Regions from separate parts of the Mus musculus genome. Here regions 1, 3, 4, 5, 6 and 7 are each linked to region 2. The links are chromatin contacts, called in public Hi-C, HiChIP or PLAC-seq and promoter capture Hi-C maps. All regions are on one chromosome and are shown on one strand. Each heading gives the region's core, a stretch centred on a gene start, on an enhancer-like site or on the middle of the called end of the contact. The rest is flanking DNA. Distances are from core to core; before and after follow the strand shown. Region 1 overlaps Dab1 (disabled 1). Region 2 holds the start of Dab1 (disabled 1). Region 3 overlaps Dab1 (disabled 1). Region 4 overlaps Dab1 (disabled 1). Region 5 overlaps Dab1 (disabled 1). Region 6 holds the start of Oma1 (OMA1 zinc metallopeptidase). Region 7 overlaps Oma1 (OMA1 zinc metallopeptidase).

The links. Promoter capture Hi-C pulls out the DNA fragments that hold promoters and counts their contacts. Hi-C and Micro-C count contacts between places; a contact is called where the count stands out from the background. HiChIP or PLAC-seq counts read pairs in DNA pulled down with a chosen protein or histone mark.
Region 1: a contact with region 2 is called in a promoter capture Hi-C map of hippocampal neurons, with 12 times the contacts expected there. The contact joins the enhancer-like site here to the promoter of Dab1 in region 2. A contact is called at or near these places in 5 of 39 promoter capture datasets (hippocampal neurons, liver, stem cell-derived epiblast-like cells and 1 more), 4 of 484 Hi-C or Micro-C datasets (cerebral cortex, cortical neurons and ventral hippocampal neurons) and 2 of 115 datasets of contacts at active chromatin or transcription factors (VIP interneurons and forebrain).
Region 3: a contact with region 2 is called in a promoter capture Hi-C map of hippocampal neurons, with 7 times the contacts expected there. The contact joins the enhancer-like site here to the promoter of Dab1 in region 2. A contact is called at or near these places in 5 of 39 promoter capture datasets (embryonic stem cells, hippocampal neurons, liver and 1 more) and 2 of 484 Hi-C or Micro-C datasets (cerebral cortex and cortical neurons).
Region 4: a contact with region 2 is called in a Hi-C map of cortical neurons, with 2.5 times the contacts expected there. The contact joins the enhancer-like site here to the promoter of Dab1 in region 2. A contact is called at or near these places in 3 of 39 promoter capture datasets (cranial neural crest, embryonic stem cells and liver) and 1 of 484 Hi-C or Micro-C datasets (cortical neurons).
Region 5: a Hi-C map of cortical neurons shows a contact between it and region 2, with 2.5 times the contacts expected there. The contact joins the enhancer-like site here to the promoter of Dab1 in region 2. A contact is called at or near these places in 2 of 39 promoter capture datasets (cranial neural crest and liver), 3 of 484 Hi-C or Micro-C datasets (cerebral cortex and cortical neurons) and 1 of 115 datasets of contacts at active chromatin or transcription factors (forebrain).
Region 6: a contact with region 2 is called in an H3K4me3 HiChIP or PLAC-seq map of forebrain, with 5 times the contacts expected there. The contact joins the promoter of Oma1 here to the promoter of Dab1 in region 2. A contact is called at or near these places in 2 of 39 promoter capture datasets (hippocampal neurons and liver), 2 of 484 Hi-C or Micro-C datasets (cerebral cortex and embryonic stem cells) and 1 of 115 datasets of contacts at active chromatin or transcription factors (forebrain).
Region 7: a Hi-C map of cortical neurons shows a contact between it and region 2, with 2.1 times the contacts expected there. The contact joins the enhancer-like site here to the promoter of Dab1 in region 2. A contact is called at or near these places in 2 of 39 promoter capture datasets (embryonic stem cells and liver), 7 of 484 Hi-C or Micro-C datasets (cerebral cortex, cortical neurons, embryonic stem cells and 1 more) and 1 of 115 datasets of contacts at active chromatin or transcription factors (forebrain).

Annotation. Positions count from the first base shown.
Region 1 is chr4:104,112,363-104,116,372 of GRCm38.p6, reverse strand. All of the region lies in intron 2 of Dab1 (disabled 1), which reads right to left. Among named protein-coding and RNA genes, the nearest start is that of Gm36661, 87 kb to the right of the region's middle. Within about 2 kb of position 2,717, at least 12 of the 459 cell types and tissues checked have an H3K27ac peak or open chromatin away from gene starts, as enhancers often do. A contact at or near this core is called in VIP interneurons, cortical neurons, hippocampal neurons and 1 more, where this site is marked.
Region 2 is chr4:103,617,998-103,621,732 of GRCm38.p6, reverse strand. Dab1 (disabled 1) reads right to left here and starts at 2,233. Exons shown (of 18, transcript NM_001369047.1): 1 at 1,988-2,233. Gm36604 (a long non-coding RNA gene) reads left to right here and starts at 2,679. Exons shown (of 3, transcript XR_376479.3): 1 at 2,679-3,277.
Region 3 is chr4:103,879,757-103,883,327 of GRCm38.p6, reverse strand. The region is part of intron 1 of Dab1 (disabled 1); the gene reads right to left. Among named protein-coding and RNA genes, the nearest start is that of Gm36661, 150 kb to the left of the region's middle. Within about 2 kb of position 1,482, at least 26 of the 459 cell types and tissues checked have an H3K27ac peak or open chromatin away from gene starts, as enhancers often do. A contact at or near this core is called in cerebral cortex, cortical neurons and hippocampal neurons, where this site is marked.
Region 4 is chr4:103,959,493-103,963,501 of GRCm38.p6, reverse strand. The region is part of intron 2 of Dab1 (disabled 1); the gene reads right to left. Among named protein-coding and RNA genes, the nearest start is that of Gm36661, 66 kb to the left of the region's middle. Within about 2 kb of position 1,736, at least 15 of the 459 cell types and tissues checked have an H3K27ac peak or open chromatin away from gene starts, as enhancers often do. A contact at or near this core is called in cortical neurons, where this site is marked.
Region 5 is chr4:104,041,860-104,045,912 of GRCm38.p6, reverse strand. All of the region lies in intron 2 of Dab1 (disabled 1), which reads right to left. Among named protein-coding and RNA genes, the nearest start is that of Gm36661, 17 kb to the right of the region's middle. Within about 2 kb of position 2,257, at least 11 of the 459 cell types and tissues checked have an H3K27ac peak or open chromatin away from gene starts, as enhancers often do. A contact at or near this core is called in cortical neurons, where this site is marked.
Region 6 is chr4:103,311,183-103,315,097 of GRCm38.p6, reverse strand. It overlaps Oma1 (OMA1 zinc metallopeptidase), which reads right to left and starts at 1,252. Exons shown (of 9, transcript NM_025909.3): 1 at 1,215-1,252. Gm36523 (a long non-coding RNA gene) reads left to right here and starts at 1,376. Exons shown (of 6, transcript XR_867961.2): 1 at 1,376-1,626; 2 at 2,940-3,915. 4930456L15Rik (RIKEN cDNA 4930456L15 gene) reads right to left here. Exons shown (of 4, transcript NR_045887.1): 4 at 3,266-3,513.
Region 7 is chr4:103,344,948-103,348,821 of GRCm38.p6, reverse strand. All of the region lies in intron 7 of Oma1 (OMA1 zinc metallopeptidase), which reads right to left. Among named protein-coding and RNA genes, the nearest start is that of Oma1, 33 kb to the right of the region's middle. Within about 2 kb of position 2,576, at least 53 of the 459 cell types and tissues checked have an H3K27ac peak or open chromatin away from gene starts, as enhancers often do. A contact at or near this core is called in cortical neurons, forebrain and liver, where this site is marked.

The sequences.
Region 1 (4,010 bases), core at 1,468-3,967, 490 kb before region 2:
GTGATGGCCGACTAGGCCATCTTTTGATACATATGCAGCTAAAGACAAGAGCTCCCGGGTACTGGTTAGTTTATATTGTTGTTCCACCTATAGGGTTGCAGTTCCCTTTAGATCCTTGGGTAATTTCTCTAGATACCCAAGATATAAGATACAACTTGCCAAACGCATGAAATTCAAGAGGAACGAAGACCAAAGTGTGGACACTTTACCCTTTCTTAGAAATGGGAACAAAACACCCATAGAAGGAGTTACAGAGACAAAATTTGGAGCTGTGACGAAAGGATGGACCATCTAGTGATTGCCATATGCAGGGATCCATCCCATAATCAGCTTCCAAATGCTGACACCATTGCATACACTAGCAAGATTTCGCTGAAAGGACCCAGATATAGCTCTCTCTTGTGAGACTATGCCGGGGCCTAGCAAACACAGAAGTGGATGATCACAGTCAGCTATTGGATGGGTCACATGGCCCCTAATGGAGGAAAATGATTTCATTGTGTATGATTCACTGCTGTCAGCTCTAAAAGACAAGTTTTACTTCGTAGATATTTTTCCTATTAAATTTTGTTTTATCAAAAGTTTCCACTCAAATATGAGATAACCGGAGGTAATGGTTCTCAACCTATTGGTTGCGACTCTTTTGGAGTCAAATGACCATTTCACAGTGGTCACACATCAGATATACTGCGTATGACACATTTACACTATGATAACTGTAGCAAAATTACAGTTAATGAATAGTAAAGAAATATTGTGATGGTTAGGGTCCCCACAACATGAGGAACTGTGTTAGAGGGTCTCAGCATCAGAGGCCTGAGAACCGCTGGCAAAGGAATAGTATTTTACTCAATGGAAACTTAAACATAGGTGACCAAGACTTAGGAACTAGAAGTGTTTCAGTTCTACATTTATTTTTTTTTTCTGTAACCCTTCAAACTTCTTGCTGGTTTGTAGCTTGCCCTCTCTGTTTCAGGGAGTACTCTTGTATTTCCCCTTTTTCTTACTAGGTCCAAATTGCATTTATACTTTCTTCATCCAGGTGTGTTTCAGGTTATCTATAGTAGCCTACTGTTACAAAGGAAAAACTGTGTAAGCCATTTACGTTCAAAATTACACTAATATCCAATGGCCTGTTTGTGGCTTTCTTCTTAAACACATCTGTCTGTTACTCAGAATTTTAATAACTAGATACTACAAATATTTGTTTTATTTTCATGCAGATCAATACTACACACGAAAACATTTTGAAGCTTATCTTAGCGTTGTTTTGAGTTAAGTACTAACTAGGCTTACATTTAAAAAGTAGTCCATCATGCCCTTAAGTGTTGGTGCGATTCCATCACTGTACAAGTGAATCTCTTCATGTGCTTCAGCATATGAATCAGGGAGTTGTTGTGAGCCATCACTTTTCAAGAGGGAATGAGAAACTCTACCAAAGTGAGGCCTCCCTGCACACCTGCCTTGCTGCTGATTCCATTTCAAGTAACTAAAGACTACACACCATGAGGCTTTCTCTTCTGGTCCCTTGATTTGCTTTCAGAGAAACAGAAATATCATCAGAAGGGACTGTAAACTTCATTTAGGCTGGAGAAGAACAACATGGGCTTCAAGATGCACTTTGTGGAAATTACAGAGCAAATCACTTTCTAAAGCTAAGTATGTACTCAAAATTCCAAATTATTTGCCTTGTACTGTTTTAAATAAATTAGGCAGAACAGGATTCAAGGTTATTTGGAAATGTCAGTTTCACTCATATGCTTCCTGACAAGCTTAGTGAGCAGAAAGAAGGGACTGAGCTGTCCCAGCATGTGGGTAATTGCGCATAACCCTGAGGCTGCTCATGGGAGTGCCTGAATATCATTTCTCAGTTGTATGCAAAGGGAAAAAATTATCGAAAATCATTAGTGACGCCCAGTACATTGATTTTTACAGATGTAGAAACTGAGACCCTGCTGAGATTGCATTGGGTAAGCTGGCGACCGAGAGGAAACTTGAATCCACATCCTCTGCTCTTAGAGTCCAGCAGATGTCCCAAAGCATGGCGATGAAAAGTATTTTCATCATATCTCTACGGAAGGGGGAGTGCCACTTGGTTATATCAGGCAGTCTCATTTTTCTTGGTACATTAAAGCACACTCTCTTTTAATCAGATTAAAGCTGACAGAGATGAAACCGTTTTGGGCAGATTTCCTTGGGTTGGCTCCAGGGCCTCTAATCTGCATTTCATCATGATACAAGCACATGTTGCCATCATCGGTACACCCATCTGCATCAGCCATGATGTTAATCACATACTAACCCAATTTCTCCCGTGAATTTATTACTTACTCCTCATTTAAGTTCATGAAACTGAACATGCGTCTCAAATAAGCATAACAATTCTAACAGGAAGACCTTGGCTTGAGAACTGTGCCGACTAGGCAATGTCACCCAAAGATGAAGCCTTAGAAGAGTGCAAGGGGAAATTCAGTCTCGCAGATATCCCTTGGGGGGCTGTCTGCAAAAGGAGATTATAGTGACAAGTTTTGTTACATGGTGTACGTAGAAATACATGAGCAAGTCATGATTTGGCAATAAAATATTCCTTGTTCTAATTCCAGGCAGCTCAGTTGTATCAGATTGATCCACAGTTTCCAAAATCAGAGGTATGGCCTTCAGAAAAGACTGCAAAATGATGGAGTGCACCCACCAAAGGCAAATGGAAGCTATAATGGGAAGGCATTTTTGGAGCGGAGTCCAAATGCAAATTGGTTGTTACGGAAACTATTCAGATCCATCTGGTGCCTGCATGTGATGAATACTGGAAATCTGATCAATGGATATGCATTTTGGCATTGGTAAAGGAACGTAAAACAGGACAAGTTAGGCCACCAGAGTGTGGGCGTTGGACTCAACCCTTCTTGCAAACGTGTAGCCAATGTGTAGAGAGTCATGGGGGAGGGCGGGCAAGCAGACCTTTAGCGTGAACTATGGTACGACTATCCAAGGATGGAAACTACATTGCAGAACAGAAATAGGAGATGCCTCTGCTTGCCGACTTCCAGATTGTCTGTCTTCATTGATTTATTCATTCATTCTACCTACATCTGTTCCTAAGCACAGGCACCTGGGGTACAAGAGTATAGAACCACATTCTAGCTCTCAAGAGAGGCGTAGTCTGGAGTCTCTTCAGACTCCACAGGAATGTTTCCTTTCTCTTAAAGGCCTTCTTAAATGAAGGGAACTCAATCAAGTATTATCAAGTACAATGCACTTGATAATAACTAAGATGTGTCAATCATTAGGTATATGGTTGCTGCTTACTCGCCAGCTACTATTCTAAGTAATTTCTATATATTGTCTCATAAAAAAACCTACCAACTAAGTATTGTTATTCCTTCTGTTTCACAATGGAAAAAAATAAGGCAGAGAGAGGTTATTATATATTTTATTCAATAGTATGCAGAATATGACAAAGCTTGGCTGTGAGCCCAAGAAACCTAGCTTTAGAGGTCCAGTCCTTAACTATTTTGCTCTGTTTTCCATCTAAAAGATAATGTGAAATTTTAGGGAGAAAAACCAAGCTATGTACAACACGGGTGGAGGAGGGTGTCATTTGGTGACAATACAGGAAGTCTTTGCTGGGGAGAAGCCCCTTCCAGAGCTATATCCCAAAGAAGTCAGTCTGGAGAACTCAGCACCGGGCAGCCAAGCAAAAGAGGCACCACAGCAGCTCAAGCTGCTTATTATTTATTTATTTATTTATTTATTTATTTATTTATTTATTTATTTAGTGTTGGTAGAGAGAAAAGCAGTTTTGAAGAAACCAACAGGGTCTCACGGGAATGTTTCCTCTCTCCAAAGGCCTTCTTAGATATAATGCAGGATGCATTTGTAATTGGTTTGATTACCTTGCATCTGAAAGAACATTTTAATTAATAGTCAAAAAGAAAAAAAGAATCCAGGCTTCGAATGCACTTGGGTCATTTAAAGTCCTGCGTATCCCATAGAGAAAAACCTTTAAAACA
Region 2 (3,735 bases), core at 984-3,483:
CCTCCCATCCAGCACAGCAATGGGGGTGTGGGGAGGGGGGCAGCCATAAAATTCAGAACCAGCTACTGTCAGCACTGCAGGCGCTGTGAGACCACTGGGTCCAGCCCTCATCACATCACCGCTAGAGAAGGGAGCCCTGACATCGAACGCCAAAGGGATCCATTACTCGAAACCTCAAACATAGGACCTGTTGCAAAATCTTGTCTATCTGAGGACGCACCTCCAGGTTTTTGCCTTCTGAATAGGATTCTACTACCTTATAAGCAGGTGCCTAAACAGACAGAAGCAGCTTAAGCTCGACACATAAAGGGGTTAAAAAGCACGTTGCCTTTGGAATCCACTGCATGCACCCTGCAAAGGAGCTGTTGATCATGGAAGTGTATAGAAGAGGAGCCTGCGGCGGTGGAGGGCTCTAAGCTCTGAAGACCTTTTTAATATGGCTGTATTGTAATACTGCAGTGCCAAACCCCACCAGTGGTTCCAAAAAAGAAAGGGGGAAAAAAAAGCCTCACTATGCAGCAGAACTTCCCAGCCCTGGAAACAGATTGTCTCCCTTTTGCTCCCATTTAATAACGGTTTTATTTAACACAATCGGGGGAGATATGTGTTCTGCTAAGCAGTGTACAGAAAGCTCTGTCTGCAATGATGCGATTCTTTCTACATGAAACTAAGAGGCAGTCCCCTAAACTCAGCCTCCCGAAGCTCAGCAAAGCCACTACGAGGTGATGCGATTCGCAGAGGGAGCCGCTTGGAAGGGTGTGTGTGTGTGTGTGTGTGTGTGTGTGTGTGTGTGTGTGTTAGGGGGTCAGGCATGCAAGGGGACACACCTTTCCTTCAAGCCGTTGGATACACCATGTTGCCTGAAAAGTCTACCCAGACTAGTCTGTCAAGGGTTAATTTTCTCAGCAAAAACTGAAGCAAGCGCGCACGCACACAGACACACACACACAAACCACACCACACCACACACACACACACACACACACACACACACACTCCTCCGTTGACTCCCACCACCTTGGTGGGTGGTCACCATCCTCTTAATTTTAAATTCCAGAACGCAACCGCCCCCCCCTCCGCCCCCGCCCCAGTACTATTATTTGGGAACAGCCCCCGTACCTGGGCTCGATTCCCACCTCATCACCGGTGGAAGCTGAGAGCCCGACATAATTATTTTCCTACAAGGTTATGCCTAATTGACCACTAACCTAATTGATTAATCATTTCATTTTTCAAAGCAGCATCCAAGAGTCAATCTAGCGAGGAGATAGAGAAACATGTACGCAATGGTCCAAGGGATACAGACCTAGGGAAAGACCCCAGGCCAGCTAAAACCTAAGAGGCTAGAAATGAAAACGCGACAGAAGCAGAGAATTGCGCACGGCCACAGGAGGATCAAACCAGGAGCCTCAAAGCGGCCAGGGTCCAGCAGGCTCCAACACGGATGAAGTTGTTTTCCCCCGGGGACCAAAGGGTTAAAACGACGCCGCTCCAACCCAGTCTCCTCTATGCTGGAGGGGAGCAGAATCCACCTGTCCCCTTCTTAGGCAAACCCCGCTGGTTGTCCTGAGGGTCGCCCTAGCTCTCTGGCCACAACTTGCCCCTCTGTGCGCGGCCCTTGCCTGCGCCTTTGCGCGCTACCCAAAACTTTGCGCACACTGCGGCCGCCGCCTGGCCGTTCAGCGCGGCGAAACGCGCCACCAAGTCCAAGAGCTGCGGACAGCCCTTCTGCAGCCACCACCGCTTGGCTTTGGGCTTCAGACTTTTCTTTCCTCCGCCTCCAGTCCCCATGCAGGGGCTCCCTCGTGGCTGCGGGAACGCGACTCTCGGCCCGCAGTGGGCATTGCGGCCGCGGCGCTGCAGACCACCACCCTGCAGGGTCCATGAGGCGCCCACCCGACGGCTGGACGACTGAAGCCATCCTTGCCCTGGCGCGCCCACCCTAGCTTTCCACGCCGCGGCCGCCAGGCGCAACACCCTCTCCTACCTTCCAGCCGCTGAAGACCACACTCTGCTCAGCCCTCTCGACACATCATCCTCTGGCTGCAGAACAGGGCGACCGGACTCTGCTTTTGTTCCCTGGGGCGGGGAGGTCCGTGCGGGGCCAGGGAGCGGGAGATGCAACGGAGCTGGGTATCTGGAAGAAGGGAGGCTCACTCCCGGCAGCTCTAGTGGCGGCAGTAGTGGCGGCAGCAAAGGCAGCGGTGGCAGCAGCAGCAGCAGTAGAGATAGTGCCGGCTCTCTGCAGGCCACATCTTTCATACCTTATACATCACTACCGCATTCCCCCGAATAGGAGAGCCCATCAGCATTTCGCCACCTAACTAAGGATACGAGCGCCGGCAAGAGTGGCTTGGCTGCACCTGGCCACAGTGTGGGCTCTGCTCAGGAAAGGACCCTCAGCACCCAATTGCCACTCCCTCCTAAATCACCACAGCATCGTCTATAACCATCACTGGTCTCCCCGCAGCGCTCTCCTTAGGCTCTCTGCTCCCTAGAATGTCTGAGCTTTAGGGCAAGCAACAGAGGTTTATTATGGAAACTCATTTCCAACTGCCACTTCCCAGGGAAGGTCTTTGCACGGGAGGTTACTGCTACAGAGGCACCCTCCTGATTGCACGTGGTTTCTAGATGCCGCCTTGGGAGCAGGCTTGTGGGCACTGAGAGAGGCAGCCCGCACCAGAGGATTGGGTCCCTGTTGCTTCATCAATAAAATGGGAATCAGATGAGCTTTTCTGTGAGGTTGTGGTGAGAATATAATGAGATAAACAGAGTGGAACTCCCTAAACAAAGCTTAATTTCTTCCTTCTTCCAATGCAAGCCTGCCTTCCCTCAACAACTGTCAGCAACAACCCAGTAAATATTTGCCGTGAGCGTACCTCGGTTCTATGCCAATCCCTATTTTATAGAGTAGAGTACAGCTTGGCTTGGACTTTTCTCTCCAGTGAAGACACAGAAAATAAGTAAATCAAGAAGAGTTGTTGAGTGGTATTGATCACCAAGATTGAAATAGATGGTGGCATGCAATGTGAAGTGACTGGAGATGCTACTTAGCTTGCTTTTGTCAACTTGACACGAAACTTGAGTCACCTGGGAAGAGAGACCCTCAGACTGAGATGTTGCTTCCATTATATGGGCCTGTGGGCGTGTCTTCCGGCCACATTCTTGATTGAGGGTTAATGTGGGAGAGGCCAGCCTTCTGTGAGTGGAGCTACTTCTGGGCAGGTGTCTTGGGTTGTCTAAGAAGTAAGCTGAACAAGCCATGGAGAGCAAGCAGGTAAGCAGAGTCCCTTTATGGTCTGTGCTTCCATTCCTACTCCAGGTCCCTGCTCTGACTTCCCTCAATGATGGACTGAAACCTATAAGATGAAGTAACACCACTAAGTTGGCTTTGGTCAGTGTTTTATCACAATAACAACAACCGGAACACCTAGGGAACTGGAACAAGTAGGAACCTGCTTAGGTCATAACTGCTAACCCAAGTTCTACGTCAGTAGGACCTCATCTCCTCATCTCCAGGGCAGAAGAAACAGCCAGAGCAAATGTCCCATGCAGGAATGAGTTGAGGGCATCTAAGATGGAGGAGGGTACACCTGTAGCTGGAAGCAGCAAGGGTAATGACCCAGTGGTATGATATAGAGTGGGTGGTTCCATCTGACAGGGAGGTTCACCTCCACAGAGGTCAGTAAGTAGATTTGGCACTGGAGTTAGGGATGTGAGTGGTGTAGCATTCCC
Region 3 (3,571 bases), core at 233-2,732, 260 kb before region 2:
GCATGGCCTTGGGCTATATATTTTTCAACATGAGCAAGACACGTCTATCTCTGTTTCTTCTGTTGTCTATGGATAAAAGAAGGCAGTATTATGTATTTATTTGCTAAAGATGTTATCACAAAGCACTACCACTGGGTTGCTGAAACAAACACCTGCATTCTCTTCTGGTTCTAGAGGCCGGAAGTATGGCATCAAGAACTTTATAGGGTTGGTATTTTTCTAAGACTCATTAGAGGAGGATCTGCCTCAGGCTTTGGGCTATAAATTGTTATTTTCTTTCATCTTCTATCTGTCAATGCTTGTCACTATGTCAAGTGTCCCCTTAACATGAGGATACTAAAATCATGTTGGACTACAACTTAAATCTGATTAAATTAATACAGGGAATGAGGTCTATGAGGACTCAGTCTCTGAATAAGATCACATTCTGAGATCCTAGGGGTTAAGACATCATTATTAACATGTGGGTAGGGTACAAATTTTAGCATAACCAAATACCCATCTTTGTGCAAACTGTAGAGATGGCTATGGAGATTCTGACTCTAGTGGGCAGGAAGTGATATTGAAGCCCAGTGGTTATCTCTCAGTCCTGATTCTCCCTCTTATTGACTTTGGTTTAGACCCCTTCATTTTTGTGAGCTCTCAAACAGACATGGAAATGAAAGGGGAGAAAAAATATCTACTTTATACTGTCAAAGGGCCAATTATAGCAAACTATAGTTTTTAGCATATTCTAGGCACTAATGTATGACATTAAAATCTGTGTTACAATATGGATATTAAATGCTTGAGGAATGAATTTATATACAAAAAGTGGTAAGGGAACTAGAATGTTCTAGAAAGACCAACAATATGTTTTATGGTTCATAAGATATTTTCACACACATGAAATTACTCACTTTGATGACTGCTATTTCATAGATGAGAACAGCAAAGCTTTGGAAGGGGCTGTGGAGCCATAGGCCATTAGCATCTCTCAGGAGTCCTTGAAAGGTTGGGGCTTTTTAACCCCTGTCTCTTTCTCCCCTTCCTTCTTTCTTTTGTCATTCTGAGGATTTTTAAGCCCACATACCAAGTGTCCTACAAAATAAACAACCCTGATAAGAAACTGTCCAAAGGAATTTAGACCATCTTTGGACTCTTTGCTGAATAATTAAAACCTTCAATGCACACTCAGGCTTGAATCAGTTTCCTAAATGCCTTCATGCTCTGGAAACTGAGGGGCTTGGCTCTGTGGGGGCCTTTCTGTTTCTTTTCAAACCCAAAGCAATGGACTTGAAAATCTAAATCCAAAAAGCTAACAAAGACCTTATTAATTGTAGCTTCTTTATAAACAGTTTTTTTTCCCTGACTCTTTTTCTCCCTCTCTCTAGGCAACCCTTGCATAAAAATATCCATTCGCCAACTGTTCACCAACTGTTCCCCCTCTTCCTGGCATACCTTGTGCAGCATTCAAAGCTGCCAGAGCGCATGTTTGCTGCAGCACTCCACACTACCCGGGCTTACTGCCACAAGGTCCTGCCACAGGGAAGGCATGTGCAAGGGGAGGAGGTTGTCTGGCAGAGGAAGTCTGGGCTGAGACCAGGGAGGTAATGGGCACATCACAGCTTTAGGGTCCTTGGTGCCTAGCTTGAAGCTCTGTCTTGTTCTAGCTGTGTGCCTATGCTCAGCATATTTCTCTCTCTGAGCTTAACTTTTGTGTCACATAAAAGACAGACAAGAATTCTTATGGAGGGCAAATGAACTCATGTGTGTGCTGGCCCTCATATGGTACTACACAGTACACAATTGGTACACCCAGCTTTCCACTTTCTCAAATGAGCCCATCACCCAGAAAGAGGGAAAAGCAAAGCCACAAACAGAGAAATTCAACAGTGCAAAATATGAGGAAATACTGGAGTGCAAAAGACAGAACATTCAAACTCTACTTTCAGCCTTTGGAAATATATGATGCATTACTGATAAGGACAGGTACCCTGTTTCACGATAGAGCACTCAATGGTGTCCTTCCTTGTCTCATAATTTTGATAGTGTGTTGACTAGTCTTGACCTTGTCTCTTTCCTGTCTCCACTCTACCTTCTGTTAATCACTTTGCTAATCTCTGTCTATGTGATAAACATTAGAGACAATAGCTATGGCAACTGCTTTGATTTAATTGGTTATATAACATGTGGGCATATAGGCACATCACATTATATCCCACAAATGTACAAGTTAAAAACTTAAAGGAAATTAACATGGCACAGTATCGAGTGACTTAGAGAGGGGAAAGGGAGAGATATGGTAGATTTTAGATAGGGAGACCCTTGAGGGCTGGTTAGGAAGCCTAGGTTAGACAACCTCTGCCTTGTAATATGTGGGCAATTCCTTCACTTACTGCAAACCTTTCTCAAGAGCTGTATGTGATCTCAGCCTAAATGAACAGACTCCAGACTGGACCTTCAGGTGTTCCAGGGGATCCAGAGACTCAGATGTGCAAACAGATATTGTGTTCATAGAGAAGAAGTTCAACATAGATGAACTGGCAAAACTCAAGGTAAAAGTGTGTGTGTGTGTGTGTGTGTGTGTGTGTGTGTGTGTGTGTGTGTACAATATCCATATATGTATATTCTGATATTTAGAGAGACAGCCCTTCACATCTGCAGGTTCTTTATTCACATATTTGATCATATTTGATCATCCATTATTTTATACAGACCTTTTTTTTTGCTATTTTCCCAACATTTATATCATACAACGATCATTTACTAAATTAAGATTGCATTAAGCATTATATATAATGCAGAGATAATCAGATATATATGTATATATATATATATATATATATATATATATATATATATATATATATGTAAAATGTGGGCATATAGGCACACACACACACATATATACTATTATGCCCCTAATATAGATACTTAAAGCATCCAATGTTTTAATATTTAAAGGGACTAGAACCAATCTTCCACAGATACAGAGGGGAATTTTATACACAAGTCAGTATATCAAAATTTCTTCTATTTTCCTTTGCTGAAGAAGGGTCCATAGTCCAGAAAATGAAGGAAAATCACAAAAAGGGAATTTATCATCACACACCCTCTCATATACATAATAGTTTTTGCAAAATGCTATGGAAAAATTTCACCCCAGAAATATTTCATAGACCTCTAACTGACTTTTGACCCATGGCCTTCCTGTGTTATGACTTACCCATTTCAACATTTTCTCTAACCAAAGGATTCCTTCCCTCCCACCACACTGAGACATTGGGTACCTACATATTTTCAAGAGTCACTTCTGCAAACCTCCACATTCAATAAACTATCTATGCAAGCGAGCATGTCACAGTTCCATAACAAACAGCACTCAGACAGGAAAGATGTGTTTGCTATCAAAGCTGGGCTCACAGGACATGGGAGTCCATAGGACTTGGATTTAAATATATATACTCACAAGCTCAACCTGCTGTGTCCTCTCAGAGAGTGGCTTGGAAATTATCTAGATAATCACAAGCCACTTACTATTCCTGGCTGGGCTCTTCACAGCACTGAGCTGCAGTTCTGTTGAGAGCAT
Region 4 (4,009 bases), core at 487-2,986, 340 kb before region 2:
ATACTATTGCAAGTTTAATGGAAAGAGGGGGCCAAGTCCCAGTCCCACCAAGCAGTAGAAGTAGATAGCTTTAGTTCTGGTTTCAGCGTTGAGAATATAAGAAAGGGGCTATGGAATTTTAAACCATAGCTAAGGAAGGCTGCTGAAGTCAGGCACTTGTCGGGGTATCCAGAGAGGCTATTGTGTGAAGTTGTGAAGGTGATGCCTGCATTTTACTGGAGACCCCCAAGATATTGGTGATATCTGAGTCATTGTATACCTGCCAAGGAGAGCTGCAGACTGAGTGTGGAACCAGCTCAAGTGAATAATTTTGTTGGTTGCCATCTACAAAGCTGAAAGGAGTTGGAGTTTTGAAGAATGCTTTGATATCAGATACAGAGATGCAGAATATAGAAGATGCCCTATTTGTTTTTGGTCTTGCTTTGTTCCAGTATTTCCTCGCCACGTTCCCTTTATTCCTTCTCAAATGTATATATATATATAGTGCCATTTAGAAGTATATGATATGCTTTTTGGTTTTACAGAGATTACAGTTAAGAAATTTTCTTGGGTCTCAGAAGAGACTTCGAGCATTGAAACAGTGTTGAGACTGTGATAGGCTACAGGAACTTTTAAAAATTGGACTAAATGCATTTCTGCCTTATGTTATGGCTACAAGCCTATGGAGACTGGGGAGTGGAATATGGTAGTTTGAATAATAATAGCCCCCATAGCCATATATTTGAATGCTTAGTTATCATGGAATGGCACTATTCCCTGGGTCAGAAGGGTTAGAAGGTGTATTGTTGGAGCAGGAGTGGCCTTGCTGCTCCCTGCCATGATGATAATGGACTAAATCTCAGAAACATAAGCCAGCCCCCAGTTACATGTCTTCTTTTTATAAGAGAGCCATCATTGTGTGTCCCTTCAAAGCAATAGAATGGTGGCTAAGACAACAGTGGATCCGTATAAAATCCAGGTGGCCTAAAACTCAGAGTAGTCCTAAGAGGCCTCAAAAGTCATGACCATCCTGCCTCCACATTTCAATTGTCAGCATTACAGAACTGAACAATCATGGAAGCTTTGGAAAGAACTTAAGGCAGAGAAATGGGCAGAGCAAAAACATGGTAATGTGGCATGCCTTCAAGGCTCCCAACGAGGCATGCTTCTTTTAAAATATGAAGGGATTTGGAGAAGAGACAGAAACTTTATCTTTATCTATACAATGAGGACAAAAAAGAATGTTCCTTGCTAGGGCATTGTAAGGCTGTGATGAGCTCACCACGGTGCCTGGAACACAGTTCTCCACATGAGGCTTGTGATCACCTGTGTTATTGCTGAGCCCTAATGTCATAAGCAGATTGAAAACTCTAGCATCCGATCTCATATAAATGATGGTTTCCTTCTGTATTCTATCTGAGCAGTCTACATGAGTATCTTTGGCATAATTTCTCTGGTACAGATGAAGAACAGGAAAGCCTGGGAGTCAGTTCTGAGGAGATGAGAGAATGACTAAACAAAGAGAGACAATGAACAAAAGCACCCACAGAGTGGCAGGACTCAAGAGGCGATTGTTGCAAGATATTAATGAGCAGGGAGATCTGGAGAATCCACAGCAAAGCTTTCTGAGAGAGACCAAGAGGAGTAGCTGGGGACCGCCACAAAGAGCAACGATAAAGGAGGCATGACAGGTCCCAGCAGGCCTGGCCCAAATGCAACACAGAACAAGCCAGCCTAGCCAGAAGAAAGCAGCATGTCTTGTTCAGCTCCTCTGTGAGACTTTCAATCAGCACTAGCTTCCTGGCAGGGTGAGACAGGGCTCCAAACCTTACAGGTTACTCAGAAGTCACCCGAGAAAAATAGAAGAGGAGAGCCTTGAAGAATGAGCATGGTCTCTGATGGGATGCAGTTACCATAGAGACCACTCTCAATGTTAGCCAGGAAGGGCAGTCCCTGTCCTCAGAGTAGTTAACAAGCTATTGACCAAACATGAAGATGCCAGCAGGTGAGTAAAATGAAGGCGCTACATCACAGCTGACTGTTCTAAGATCAAACACAGGAGCAAGCAGCCATAAATCAACCAGGCCACTACAGGCATTGCATCAAGTTCAAGAGAGCCCAAGATTCCAAGCTGCTTATGCACAGCACAGGGAGGTTGTCCCGGAGGCAGGTGTTCAAAAGAGAGGAGCTCATGTTTGCCCAGACTTGCTTCAGACTTAAACAGGATTAAGACAAAACAGAACAGCACCACTTGCAGGCATACAGACAGTAACGAAGGATGTGGGAAATCTTAGTTGAGAAAAGCATGTGAAGGGAAAGCATAAAGGAGAAAACACTTCATAGCACAACATTCAGTCAGGCTGAAGACACAGCACAGGCAGCAGGAGGATCCAGGCTTCCAGAATCAAGAGCTGTTGTTGATATGTGGCAAAACAGGATTTGAATCAGGTTCTTTTTGAAAGCAGGCCTTTGGCTCTTCTCAGGCTGCCTCTACACTGTAATACCCTACCCTCTACCTGGAGCATGTTCAGATGCGCATCCAATGGCCTGAGCAATCACTTTCTGTTTTGCTTATCATCTTTGTTCCAACTGTGGGAAGTAGTCACAACTGAGTCATTCGCTGGGTAGCCAGACCTGTCCCTACAGCAGGAGGACCTTGAACTGCCTCTTCTAGAAGCAGGTCTATTCTTTTTGCATAAGTGGTGGCTTAACATCCAAGGTCCTGCTGTCTTCTAGAATAGCTGACCCTACTTCTCCCTCTCCTGCTCTGGGAGGCATTTAAAACACCAAAATGCCTTGTCTTACACATTGGGATTCCTCAATACCAAATGACTTTTGTTTTCTGCATAACTGATTGCTGTGCCATTTTAAAATTCAGCTAAATGACCATATCATTTATTCATCTAATTATTCATTCATTCAAAAAGAGCTAGTACTTATCAGATGCCAAGAATACTGAGTCCTTCCTAAGTACTTTCCTACCAGTTACACAGCTCACTAATAAGAGGCAACTGCTCAGGGCAGAGCTGTATGTTGATGGGTCTGGCTACCTCATTAGAGTTTAGATTCCTTGAGGGCAGATTGGGTCTTACTCACATTCTAGCTTCGTTTCTAGAATTAAGCACACAGCAGCTTCTCAATAAATATTTATTAAAGGATGAATAAAAGAATACATGAATGAATTGTATTTCAAATTCTACCCAGCTTACTGGATTCTGAAGGGAATTCTCCAAGCCATAAAGTAGGCTTGGGACGAAACGTTCTCATGTGCATTACTTAATAAAAAGAGCACTGGGTCAATTGAAAAATTTAAAGTCAATATGAAATTGATCCTCATCAGCACTTTCTTCTCCAAATATATAGACAAAGGGACATTTCTGAAACATATGTATTAGTGTTGCATTTTCTGCTCCACAGGCTCAGCGATCGTTGTCACCTCTAAGTCCAGCTCTCATTAATTTATGGGGCATCCAGCATAATCAGCAATAGGCTTCTTGGCAGCATAAATTGGAGACTAGGCTAGGATTGGAATGAGCTCTAAGTTGCAAACGAGCTATTTCCTTGCCTATTTTCTCTTAGAAGTTACTGAGCACCATTTTAATGTAGGCAGGATGTTCAAGGACCCTCTAAGATTCTTGGCCAACCAGATCCCTTCCGTTGTACAAGAGAAAGAGTGTAAACAACCCAAGTAACACATGGATAGGACCTTCTCCATCCAGCTAAGCAGTTGAATACAGAGATGCCCAAGAAGGAAAGAGAGAGAAAAATAGGACTCCTTGTTGAAAGAAATACAATATCGAGAATACCCCTGGGCATAAGAGACTGGTGTCCAGTGCTGCACATGTATGCTCTTTTGTGAACTGCTGGGATGGTCTCTGGGAACTGGCCTAGACAGAACTGAGAAAATGACTCTGGATCCCAGGTTTGCCTTTCCTGCAAGCACTGGAAAGTGTCACAGCCCAAGAATACCCTGAGTTAGTCATGTTCAATGCTAACCTAGAATTGTTTTGCCTTGGAATGTCTTGCTTAG
Region 5 (4,053 bases), core at 1,008-3,507, 420 kb before region 2:
CACATTATTATGTTGCTTTTATTGCTGAATAATTTCCCATCTTATATTCATAAACATTTCCCCTGGTTACAAACTGCTGGAATGAAAAAAAAAAGTTCTTTATTTAGGCAACTCCAATTTAAACCACTTAACGAATCTAGCATTATGTGCAGTGAAATGCGATGTCAGAGAAAAGGTTTCTGAAGCCTCCTCTTCATCCAGAATGAGACAGGCATACCAATAATGATTATATAGAAACACATTTGGTACTCAGAACTCTGCTAAGGCTTTCTATACTTGATTTCTTGACCCATAATAAAAATCCTACAAAATGGGATCATTCCCCTTTAATAGATGGAGAAACTGAGACCCATGGGAAAAAGCCATTTAAGTAAATCACACCATTCACTAAATAGCTGAGAAGAGACTTAAGCATAGCCTTTTATTTTAACATCATTCCAAGGGTTTTTAAATTTTGTCTGGTGCTGAGGACCAACAGAGGAACCTTTGCTAGCATGCTAGGTATGTTCTCTGTTAAGTCAGCTACTCTCTAGCTGGATCGGAAAACTTGAACCCAAGGTGACATGGACTAGCTCACCATGAAGAGTCAACATAGTCAGTTACAAAGATGGAGAAAGCAAAGGGAAAAGCAGACAGAGTGGTTTGGTGATGGTGTAGCTGCAGAAATCACGTATATTAATTAGATTAATAGATTAGTTGTTAATAATTGCTTAATTATAATTAGTATAATATACATCAATTAATAAGTACTTATTATTGATAAAGTTAATAGATAATTTTGTCTCTTCAAGTCAGAAAGATACCTGAGTGGATGGGCAGAAATCTGAAGTACCAATATGATAAGGAAAGTTATTGTTTTATGTTTTTAAGGATTATACCTTAGTAAGGCATAGTTTGGGTTCAAAGGTCTTCAGAGCACAATTGTTCCTTATTAAGTCTGTAGTGATTTCAATGAAGTGTCCCCCATAGCCTCAAGTATCTGAACAGTAGGGCCCCGTTGGTTTGGGGTTGAGAGTACAGACCACTGAGGAGGTGGAGTCTTGTTGCAGGAGTCTGGAGAGTTTCCAGCCTCGCCCACTTTAAATTGTCCTCTAGGCTGCCTGCCACAAAATGTGATCTTTCAGCTTTCTGCTATAGCTGCCCTGCTTCTCCCACCATCTCTCCCTCAGAGACATGAGCAAAAATGTACTCTTTGTTCTTTAAGTGGTATTTCCTCATAGCAATGAAAAGTAAGTAACATTGCTGCTGCGGAGATTCTTAGAAGGGTTAGGTAAACAATAGGTTCAAAAAGGCAAGTACTTAACTTTCAGTGTTCGAGAAATTTGAAAACTGTTAAGTTACTGATTCTATGGGCCCCAGAAGGATTGTAATGGAATCTGTCTTATAGATGAGGTAGCAATCTGCAGCACTAATTCACAACTAATATGATGTAGAATGTCACTGCTTTGTTTTGTTAATTAACTGCCTAGTCAAATCCTACTAGGATAATTCTTCATGCACTTCAGGTCCTCTTTTTCTGTTCATCTAGAAAACAGGTGAAAGGCAGAGGATGGATCTTAACTCCAGAGAATCCGAGCCAGGGAAAGCCCCCAATCCATCCTTCACATTGCTCCATATTTTAAGATGAAGCACATGGGAACAGGGGTTAGGTGACCAGGACAAAGACACAGCCTAGCTAGCGATACAGCGCACAATGGAGCTTGAAGCTCACATGCAGGGCTCGCATCTTACTCCACTCTTCCCATAAGGTCTCCCCAAGCTCCGCTCCTTTTCTTTACTAACCAGGATGCCTACAATTTTGCAAACACCTTCCAAAAAGATTGGAATTCAACTGGGTAATTTCCTAGCAGTTGTGTTATTGTGTGTGCCAATATTCAACACGTTCAATCACCATGCACAGCTTCCTGAACCTCCTCTCTGGCTCAATATTAATAAGTACATAAAGATTTTGGTTTGCTTTTTTAGAGGGGGATGAGTGAAAAACAAAAGGTTTTTATCCTACAAGCTTTACCTATTCCCCAGAAGGTCATTGTTTTGAAGTTATACACATTGAATGCCTAATGTTGTACTGTTACTCAAAATTGGCTGCTACTGCCTTCTTAATGACAGTGGTAATTGGGTGTATGTAACTAGAAGTCATTACAATAAATAGATTGATTTTAGTTCCAGGCCTGAACATCACTGTCTGCAGTCAGGCTTATAAACAGTGTGGGGATGGAGGGATGGGGGAGTGGGGGTAGGGAATATTCTGGATCGCTGAAGCAAATCATTCAACATGAATGGTTGAGAACAGCCAGTTCCCTTGCTGTAAGCTGGTCTGGGCATCATCTCAATATTGTGACAGCCCCTTCTAGGACTTGAGTTTCTTTTAAGAGCTCTTATGTAACTTCACCGTTCAGCAAGTATTTTTTTTTTTTAAATAGTTGATATGGACACATGTCAAATACTGTGCCAATACAGATACTATCCAAAGCTGATATTAATTGGGGCTTTTTGGGTGCCAAGCTTAAGCACTGTGTTTTGAAGGCTTTGTGATTTTATTTATTTATTTATGTATTTATTTATTGCCTAAATTTATTTGCATGTATCTGTTTGTGTTTATGTCCTTGGAGGACAAAGATTGATGTTGGGTGCCTTTCTCAATTGCTCTCTTCCTTATTTTTGGAGACAATGTCCCTTATAGAGCCTGAGCTTACCTACTGAGGTAAGCTGGCAGGACAGTGAATTCTAGTGATCACATTGATCTTTGATGCCCCAGGGCTGGGATCAGAGATGTATTACCACACCTGGCTTTTCACATAGGTGTAGTAGGGGGTTCAAACTCATATCATGCCAATCAGATGAGAATTTTACCAGGTGAGACATCATGCCAGTACTCCCAATCCTTTTTTCACTTTATATATATATCATATAGCCAGGGCTATATCTATATACCTATAGTACTCATATAGACAGGGTCTCTCTCTCTCTCTCTCTCTCTCTCTCTCTCTATCTATCTATCTATCTATATATATGTTTTGAGACAGGGTGTCACTGTTTACAGTAGATAGTTTTGACACAGGGTCACACTGTATAGCTTTGGCTATATGAGTACTGTAGATTAAATATATATGTGTGTGTATATAATAAAACATATGTATTATATATATATATATATATATATATATATATATATATATATATATATATATATATATATATAATATTATAGGTCTACCTAACTGCCTCCCAAGTGTTGGGACAAAGAGTATGTGCAAACCTATCTAGGTAGCCTTCTTATACTTTTTATTTTGAAACAGGTTCTGCCAAAATTGCTTAGCCTGGCCTTAATCTTAGTCTATAGCTCAAGCTGACCTTGAACATGTGGTCCTCATGCTTTAGCGTATGAGATTACTGGCCTATGCCACAAGGCCTAGCTTAAAAGCTTTATTTTAAATTTGTCCTCAATAACATTTCATAAGTGCTTTCATCATCTCTAAGCATAGAGGTGGAAGCTTATCAAAATTACTTTCTCCAGGGTCAAAAATTAGGTTTCTCAAGGCCATATGGCTAATAAATCACAAAAATCTAACCTGGTTTAAGTTTTCTCTATGTGCTTGCCATTGTTTAACATGGATCACCAAGTCCTCATACTATGAGGCAGGTATCATTACAGCCATACAGATGAGGAGATGGAAGATGAACCTGAACCTGCAATGATGTCAGTGCTGGGGTGCCGGGTGGGAAGCGCCTTCAGCCCAGAATCCCACACTGCTGTGTACCCTTTCCCTCACTGTGGTGTTGTGAGCCTGTGGCAACAAATCCGCTATCCGAACAGTGGGAAGTGACTGGATGCACAGGAAGGAGGTACAGACAAAATATCATTACCATCTCCTCAGCAAGCCCTTCTATATACTTACGTAAGAAATTCTCAAAAACAATAAAAAAAAATCACAAAACATGGACAGATTGCGATAACTAAACTATAACTTTGTTCGCTACTATCATTAAAAAAAAATTATGGTAGGATTTATAGAAGGTCCAGATAATAGAAAAATAAACTATAGTAGCAGG
Region 6 (3,915 bases), core at 3-2,502, 310 kb after region 2:
GAGCAGGTGCAAACATATTTAACGTAGTCTACCCATAGAAGGTAAAAACAAAAGCTCCAAACACTAGGTACATAATTAAAATCATTAGCATTTCTAACACTGGCAATCAAGTGCCATCCAGAATAGAAACCGTAGTTGTTAATCCGTAATCACTGATTAATCCTTCAAAAAAAAAATGTTTTTAATGGGGAAAGAAATCTGTTTATACATTTTCAAAGAGCCAGTCACTACACTACACAGCACCTAAGAAGAACTGGGACTGACGTGTGCTCTTCAAAGAACTGTGGCAGGCCAACAAACATAGCTGGCAGACTTGTAGGATTAGGAAATTAATGATGTGAGAAAATTACACAATTTGGATTGCTAGCCTCTAAGAACATTTCAAACCCTTAGTTCTTCAAGTGCCATCTCAGAATGAGCAAGTAGTGCGCACTCACTCGCACTCACTGCTGATGGCTAGGAGACAGTTTTAACAACTCTTACTGAAAACTACAATTTCTTCTCTAGTTTCTATGGAAACAGCTGTCAGATTGGCAAAAATAGGACATGCACTTTAAAATAATCATTCCAGCTAAGTACACATGATGGACAGCTTCTTAAAAAAAAAAAAAAAAAAAAAAAGTAAGTTATCAGGGTTGGCTCTTAAGCTTCCAAATGTCACACCGCACCCCTGCATCTTGGCTCGGGATGATGCCTATGAAGTTAAATCCTTTTAAGAGGGCTCCAAGACCTTGAGAGACGCTAGGAGGCGATGAACTCCTAAATTCCAAATGTGGGGTTTTCATCTGCTGGGACTAACATTTCTGGCGGAGGTTTGCCCCAGCACAGTTGCTCCCCGTCACACCGCGAGTGCTAAGTATTATAACAAGTGATCCTTGAATACAAGTTTTTGAGGAAACCAATGAGCTCCCTGGAACTGCTCCGACTGCGCTAATGCTGCGAGCTGGGGCAGGAGAGCATGTGTCGCTCTGCACAAGGACGAGCGGCGAGGCGGAGGGGAGACCCGCACAGGCCAGACCGGCAACGCCTGGAGGAAGCGCCGCTTAGGAGGAAGCCACCACCCGAGGCGGGAGGCAAACTTCCAGAAAGCTCCACCCACCGAGCCGTTCGCCTCGTCCGGCACGGCCTAGGCCCACCGCGGTCCCCGAATCCCCCGGGCCCCGCTCCCCTCTCCGCCCTCCCCGCCCCGCTCTGGAAGAACGCCGAGCCGTCACCGTGAGCGCGCACTGAAGCCACAGCCCGAGCGGAATCCAACAGCCGGCTCCGCGCAGGCGCACACCTTTCCCAAGCCCCGCCCCCTCACTTCCTGCCCTGGGGACCTCTCCGGCGCTTTTTGCTCCGCCCTTGTGAGAGCCAAGTCCGTTTCCCCAGTCCCAGTCCTGGCCGGCTGCGGCTGTACGGACTGTGGCGCCGTCTCGCCCCCGTGTGGTGGGAGGAGGATAGCCCAGATTTAAGCTACCTGCCAGGAACTCTACACCTCCTTGGTACTTGGCATGGCTGTGTTGGATCCATGCAAAACCGTGCCTGCTGTAGTTTCTACACCAGTTCTGCCAAAAGGAAAGCGATTCCAGGGGCTGCTGGAGAACTATGATGCCTTGACTTGAAGCTGCACTGATCATTCTGATCGTAGGTATAACATTAACTCCAGCATCCCGATTACTTACTAACAATCATCCCTCAGTCCTAGATAAAGGTGCATAAAAATAAGACTAAATATGAAAGACTGTTTCACCATGATCGCTCTAGGACACCAGACTTATAAGTGGTCAGCAGTATTCATGACAACAGCTCCTGGAGTGTCCTAAGACCAGATTTCATTGTGGGAATGTTTTACAAAGGAGTGTGAATACTGGCAGGCATGATTCTGTGGGAGCTGCAGCTACCCACCAGAGCCAAAAAAAAAAAAGATGCTTTGTGATTATATGAATTATTCTGGTTTTCTAATAGGCTACCTAAGACACACATTAAAGATAAAAATACTATTTATGTATTCAACTATTTATGTATTCAACAAATATTTATCTAATGTGTGACAGACACTTCATGGTGGTGATCAATATCATATGGTTACTGCAAGGAAGACATCATGAAGCAGGGATTGACAAAGGTGGACAGAGAGCATGACTACACTGAAGGTTTAGGCGTATTCAATCCATCACATCCGCTAGATGGGCTGTGGAAATATTTATAAGCAGTCATAGAGTGAACATGGTTCTACAACCCAATGGGAGCTGGGAACATAACTAGCAGAGTCACCAGTAAGGAAGAGATGAGTCAGACCTTGGGTACCATTGAGGAAAGGGGTAGATGGGTTAAGAGAAAATAGAAGTTGGGAGACAGAACCCTAGAGAACTTAAACATTTTAAAACTCAAACGAGGGCATGGTGGTTTATCTCTTCAGTTCTACCATTTAAGAGGCTGAAACCAGAAGATGACTTTGAATTCAAAACCAGGTTGGCAGATTCCATGGTCAATCCCAGGTCAGCATGGTCTACAGAGTAAGACTCTGTCTTAAAACCTAAAAAAACAAAAACAACAAAAAACAACAACAACAACACAACAAAAGTAAGAAGAGAATTAGATAGATAGAGAAAGCCAAAAGGAAGGGAAGGGGGTTGGGGTGAGTATTCAGTATGCTATAATTAATGGTAACTTACCAATACTTAACTTCATTTAAAGATAGTGATATTTTTCTGGGTATAGTGACACACCCTTCTAGTCCCAGCTCGTGGAAGACTGGGGCAGGAGAAGATCAATGATAACTGGCTGAGACATTTTATGAGCCATTTACATAGTGCCTGCCAGCCCCCTCATTTATATGTTAGACATGTAGACATGTTTTGTTTCTTACATGTAGTTCTTGGTCATGGATGAAAATGAGGTTCCAGTCTCTGACATTGGTCACTTCCTTTTTTTCAATATTTATTTCCTTACATAAGTGTTTTGTACGTGTGTAAGTCTGCACACCGGAAGAAGGCATCAACGATGAATTGCTATGTGGTTGCTTGGAATTGAACTCGGGACTTCTGGAAGAGCAGCTGTGCTCTTAACCACTGAGCCATCTATCAAGCCCTGACATTGGTCACTTTCATATGCTTATCTTTCTTAAAGGACTTCAGCTCTGTATTTTTGTTGGTGGTTTTGGTTTTTTATAATATAAGATTTCTGTTATTTGAGAATTTCATATATGCCTATAATGTATTTCTATTATATTCCAGGATGACCCCATATTCCCTTCACAATTTCGTGCCCTCTTTTTTTTTTTCAGTAACCCACTGAGTTTAATTAATGTGGCCCATACACACATGTGGGGTGGGAAACCCAATGAGTGATTGACCTACCAGAGAACACCCTCTACCACCACCTCCCCAGTGGGGAGGGGAACCCCCTCCTCCAGCAGCCGTCAATAGCTCCCATGCAGAGTCAGTGGTCTTCATCTGAGCCCCTTCCACTCCATGCTGGACCATTGACTGGCTTGGTCTTCTGCAAGTCTTACACAGGCTCCCACAGCTGCTGTAAATACAATGGTCCTGTCATATTTAGATGACACTGTTTCTCCCCAGTCTGCCCTGACCTCTGACTCATACAATCTCCCCACCTCCTCTTCAGTGATATTCTCTGAACCTTAGAGGAAGGCGTATGATGTAGATGTCCCCATTCGTGTCTGAACAAATCACAGCCACTTGCTCTTTGCACTCTGAACAGAGCACAGGTGATATGGAGGAACAAACAGACAGATACTTGGGGAAGGGGTGGGAAGAGAAGACAGAGGAAGATGTGGAGAAATGGATAATTAACATTGGGATGCTTGGGGGAGAACATGGAAACCTCGACAAACTTCTTAAATATGTACTTAAATGGAGCTACCCAACACCGTGGAAAATGTTCTTTCCAGAAGTCACAAATAAACTACCC
Region 7 (3,874 bases), core at 1,327-3,826, 270 kb after region 2:
ATTTTACATCAGTTTACAGAGCAGATGAGGAGAGTGAGGGACTGAGTCACAATCTGAACTCCAATAGCCAGGTGCCAGTTAGTGCCCTAGACCAACAATTCAGTCTCTGAGACCACCAAATACACCCTCTGAAACTTAATGTGCAGATCATCAGAATGAAAAGCAGCCAGTCTAGAACCCAGAACACATGTCTCTGTCCTTCTTTCCCAGAGTAGCCAGGTGCCTATGATAATTATAAGATGCTATGTCTAGTCATAAGAGATAGTGTTATAAATTCATAAATAACAAAGGATATAGTTAAATCCAGAGTATAATAACAATATGCATGAATATGCAGTAAAAGACATTAATTGATAATGAATCTCTTTTATTTGATTATAAACTCAACAGGGTATGATATCCATAAGGCATACAGTACTATAATAACCATCCTTAAAACCTGTACATTTCCCAACACCAACACACCAGAGAAAGACCAAGCTGAGACTACATCTATCTCACCTATGACCAAAATGGTCACTACCAAGTACAAACTGAAAGGGGCTCTGAACTCTTAGCCATCACCCCTTCAAAAGGAAAAGCCTGAGATTAGCATGGAGTCTTTTTTGAAGGCCAGTAGCATTGTGCATCTGAACCAGATGTTCTAGCATCCTCTCTGTATCCCACACAGACGTGTCAGAGGCAGGTCAATAACCTGACAGTACTACAAAGGACTGTTACAGAATGGCCAAGAGCTGGGAAAATACGCTAAGAATGGTATGATATTTAAAGGGAACAAAACATGTATAAGAACAGGCATCTTTTAGAGGTGATGCTTCCAGCAGCTTGGAAGAAAGAAGGTCCGCATCCCACAGGAATGCACCTCCTCTCGGAGCAGGGAGAAACCCACCATCAGTGAGAGATGCCCATGTCATTTAACTTCTCTTTTGTCGAGTTTCATTTGTAAAACCAAGAATGTAACAGTGCCTGTCCCTCAAGGCTGAAATGAAAAGTACAAGAATTACTACATGTAACCCACTTAGGACAGGACCCACACATAAACATTACTGAGACTAACTGTAAACAGCATGGCCAGCGTCACCTGAGCAGTCCTTCTCCGTGCATGGGCTCAGGTGTCCCCGTCCTGAAGGCATGCCTGCACTGTCCTCAGCATCTCCCGGAAGCAAGCTCCCTTCATCTGCACACACAGCCTCAGCCTGTCCCAGTGTATCTCCTGTCTACAGTCACTCTTCTTCTGTAAGTCACTTGTCCTTTACAAGTTTTTCCAGTCAATAATTTAAAACTGCTCTTCTCTGATCAAACGTGATATAAAAACTTACTTGTAGCTGAGTCATTCTCAGGATTTGTCAATAGAAATTGTTACTTATCAGTAACACCTAGTGTGTGCCAGCACAGAGGAGAAATGGGTTGTTATTTCATGGTTCGGTAACTGCAAGTCCTTGCCTACATCTTCTGTATCGTCTGCCTGCCACTGTGCCGGTTCACCGGTCAGTACCGATGGTAAAGTTCTGGATGAATTTTACACACACTTCTTTTCTGTCTCTTGTAGTCTTATTGAGTCATAAGACTCAGTGCTCAATGCAAATCCAACAACGAATAATCAAGTTAATCCTCATTTTCTGGGGAGAATAGATTCAAAACAAAACTTGGGCACAGCGTGTGTGTTGTGGAAGTTACTATATAACATGTCTCTGGAACAAGACTTTTCTTTGTTTGCTGTTGATTCATTCTTAAATGAGTAATCTAAGAACCTAGGCACTCATCCAAGTACAACAAAAAGGCGTTCGCTGTGATGAAGACTCAGCACTAACCTGGAAGACAAGGGTCAGGAGTCTTGCTACTAACGAAGTATGCTATTAGGTAAATCACATCACCACTTTGGACTCTAGTTTCCCTGCCTGTAAAAGGAGAAGTTGAGTTAAGTTAGCTCCAGTTTTCCTCCCTGGGCCCAACACTTATGGTTCTATAACCTACTGTTTTTGTTTGTTTGTTTGTTTGTTTGTTTTGTTTTTGGTTTTTTGTCACCTTCCTCATCTGTGAATGTGAGTAGAGGAACTCAATTGGATTTTTTTTCCTTTTTTAAAAATATTTTATTAGGTATTTTCCTCATTTTCATTTCCAATGTTATACCAAAAGTCCCCCATGCCCTCCCCCCCACTCCCCTACCCACCCACTCCCACTTTTTGGCCCTGGCGTTCCCCTGTACTTAGGCATATAAAGTTTGTAAGACCAAGGGGCCTCTCTTCCCAATGATAGCCGACTAGGCCATCTTCTGCTACATATGCAGCTAGAAACACGAGCTCTGGGGTACTGGTTAGTTCATATTGTTGTTCTACCTATAGGGTTGCAGATCCCTTTAGCTCCTTGGGTATTTTCTCTAGCTCTTCCATTGGGGGCCCTGTGATCCATCCAATAGCTGACTGTGAGCATACAGGAGTCTTAAACTTTTGGGTTCTTATTTCTGTGATAAAGGGGATTCTGCTATTACCCACTTTACTCACTAGATGGTGCTATGAGCACAGTTATCTCAGGTCACTAGCAGAAAACAGTAATGCTTCCAGAAGGATCCTTAGCAATTCTGGGGCTGGACAATCTCTCCCAGGGAGGGCTCTCAAACCACTCTTGTGTATTTATCATCCTTACCTCCCACCCACTAAACAAATAACACATCCACGCCTCCCCAGTCTCCGTAATAATCAAAAGCAATCACACATAATGCCCTCCAAGGAGCCTGCCCCCAATTTAGAAGCATTAAAAGAAAATTAGCTTTCTCTTTTTAGATTTCAGTACGGATACTCAGAAATGAATATAGATGGTTTGGTTGCTTGTGAAATTAAAAAATACAGTCATTTCTACAAATGACTGCCAAGTGTCAAAATTTCCTCACAATGACAAATGAATATACATATCAAAAAAATCAAACAGTCAAATATCCTTTGCCCAGCTGATTTGAACTGTTTATTCTATGCTCAGTCCACAGTAGACTTACAAGTTAATCACTAATTCTAAATTAAGCATTCTGATCATTTTCATAATGATAACTCACAGCTCTCCCAAATAAAAACGTAAGCATATAAAACTGACATCTTCACAGCAACAGCAGAGCCGAGGCACAAAGTATCTTAAGGAGACAGAGCCTGTTTGAAGAAATGCTTACATGTTACTTATGGAATTTTCTATATTCTGTTTGCTCCTTGGCCTCAGATCTGTGAGCAACAGATCTACCTCACAGAAAGGTCCCCTTAACCACACTCACAAGTTCCATGCAGAATTGTAATGACAACTTAGAGCAGTCAGGCCGACTATGTAAGGTGTGGGTGTCTGTCCCTGGGTCAGCACATTTGCTCTCTCACAGGTGGGTAACAAAGGAAGCTAAGCTACAAATCATAACTATAGACAAATCTTAGCATAATTTGGCACTCTGATGGGAACTGCAGGCCAGGGTTGGGGAGTTAGCTCAACGCTAGAGAGTTTCTTGTCTCACAGCATGAGACACCTGAATCCACACATACACACAAGCATCTGATCAGTAAACATCCAAAAGATGCAGGGTACGGGGTACCCATCGCAAACAGGAATCAAGCCCACGACACCAAAGGGAACACTGCAAGCAGGAGCATCATCATCCTCTTTTCAGACAGGACACAGAGAGGGTAAGTAACCTGCCTGCCTGTGGTCTGTGGTCGCATGTAAGAAATCAGAGTTCCAAGATCTCTGTGACACCCTGCGTCTCCATCTGTGAGCTCAGTCAAGGCTTAGTCTTTAAGACCACTAACAAAGTCTCTGCCTACCTTTTCCGTCCCATCTTTCCATGGACACTCCTGAACTGTCTATATTTCAGCCACAGAGAGATATTAATTCCAGGACAGGCCCT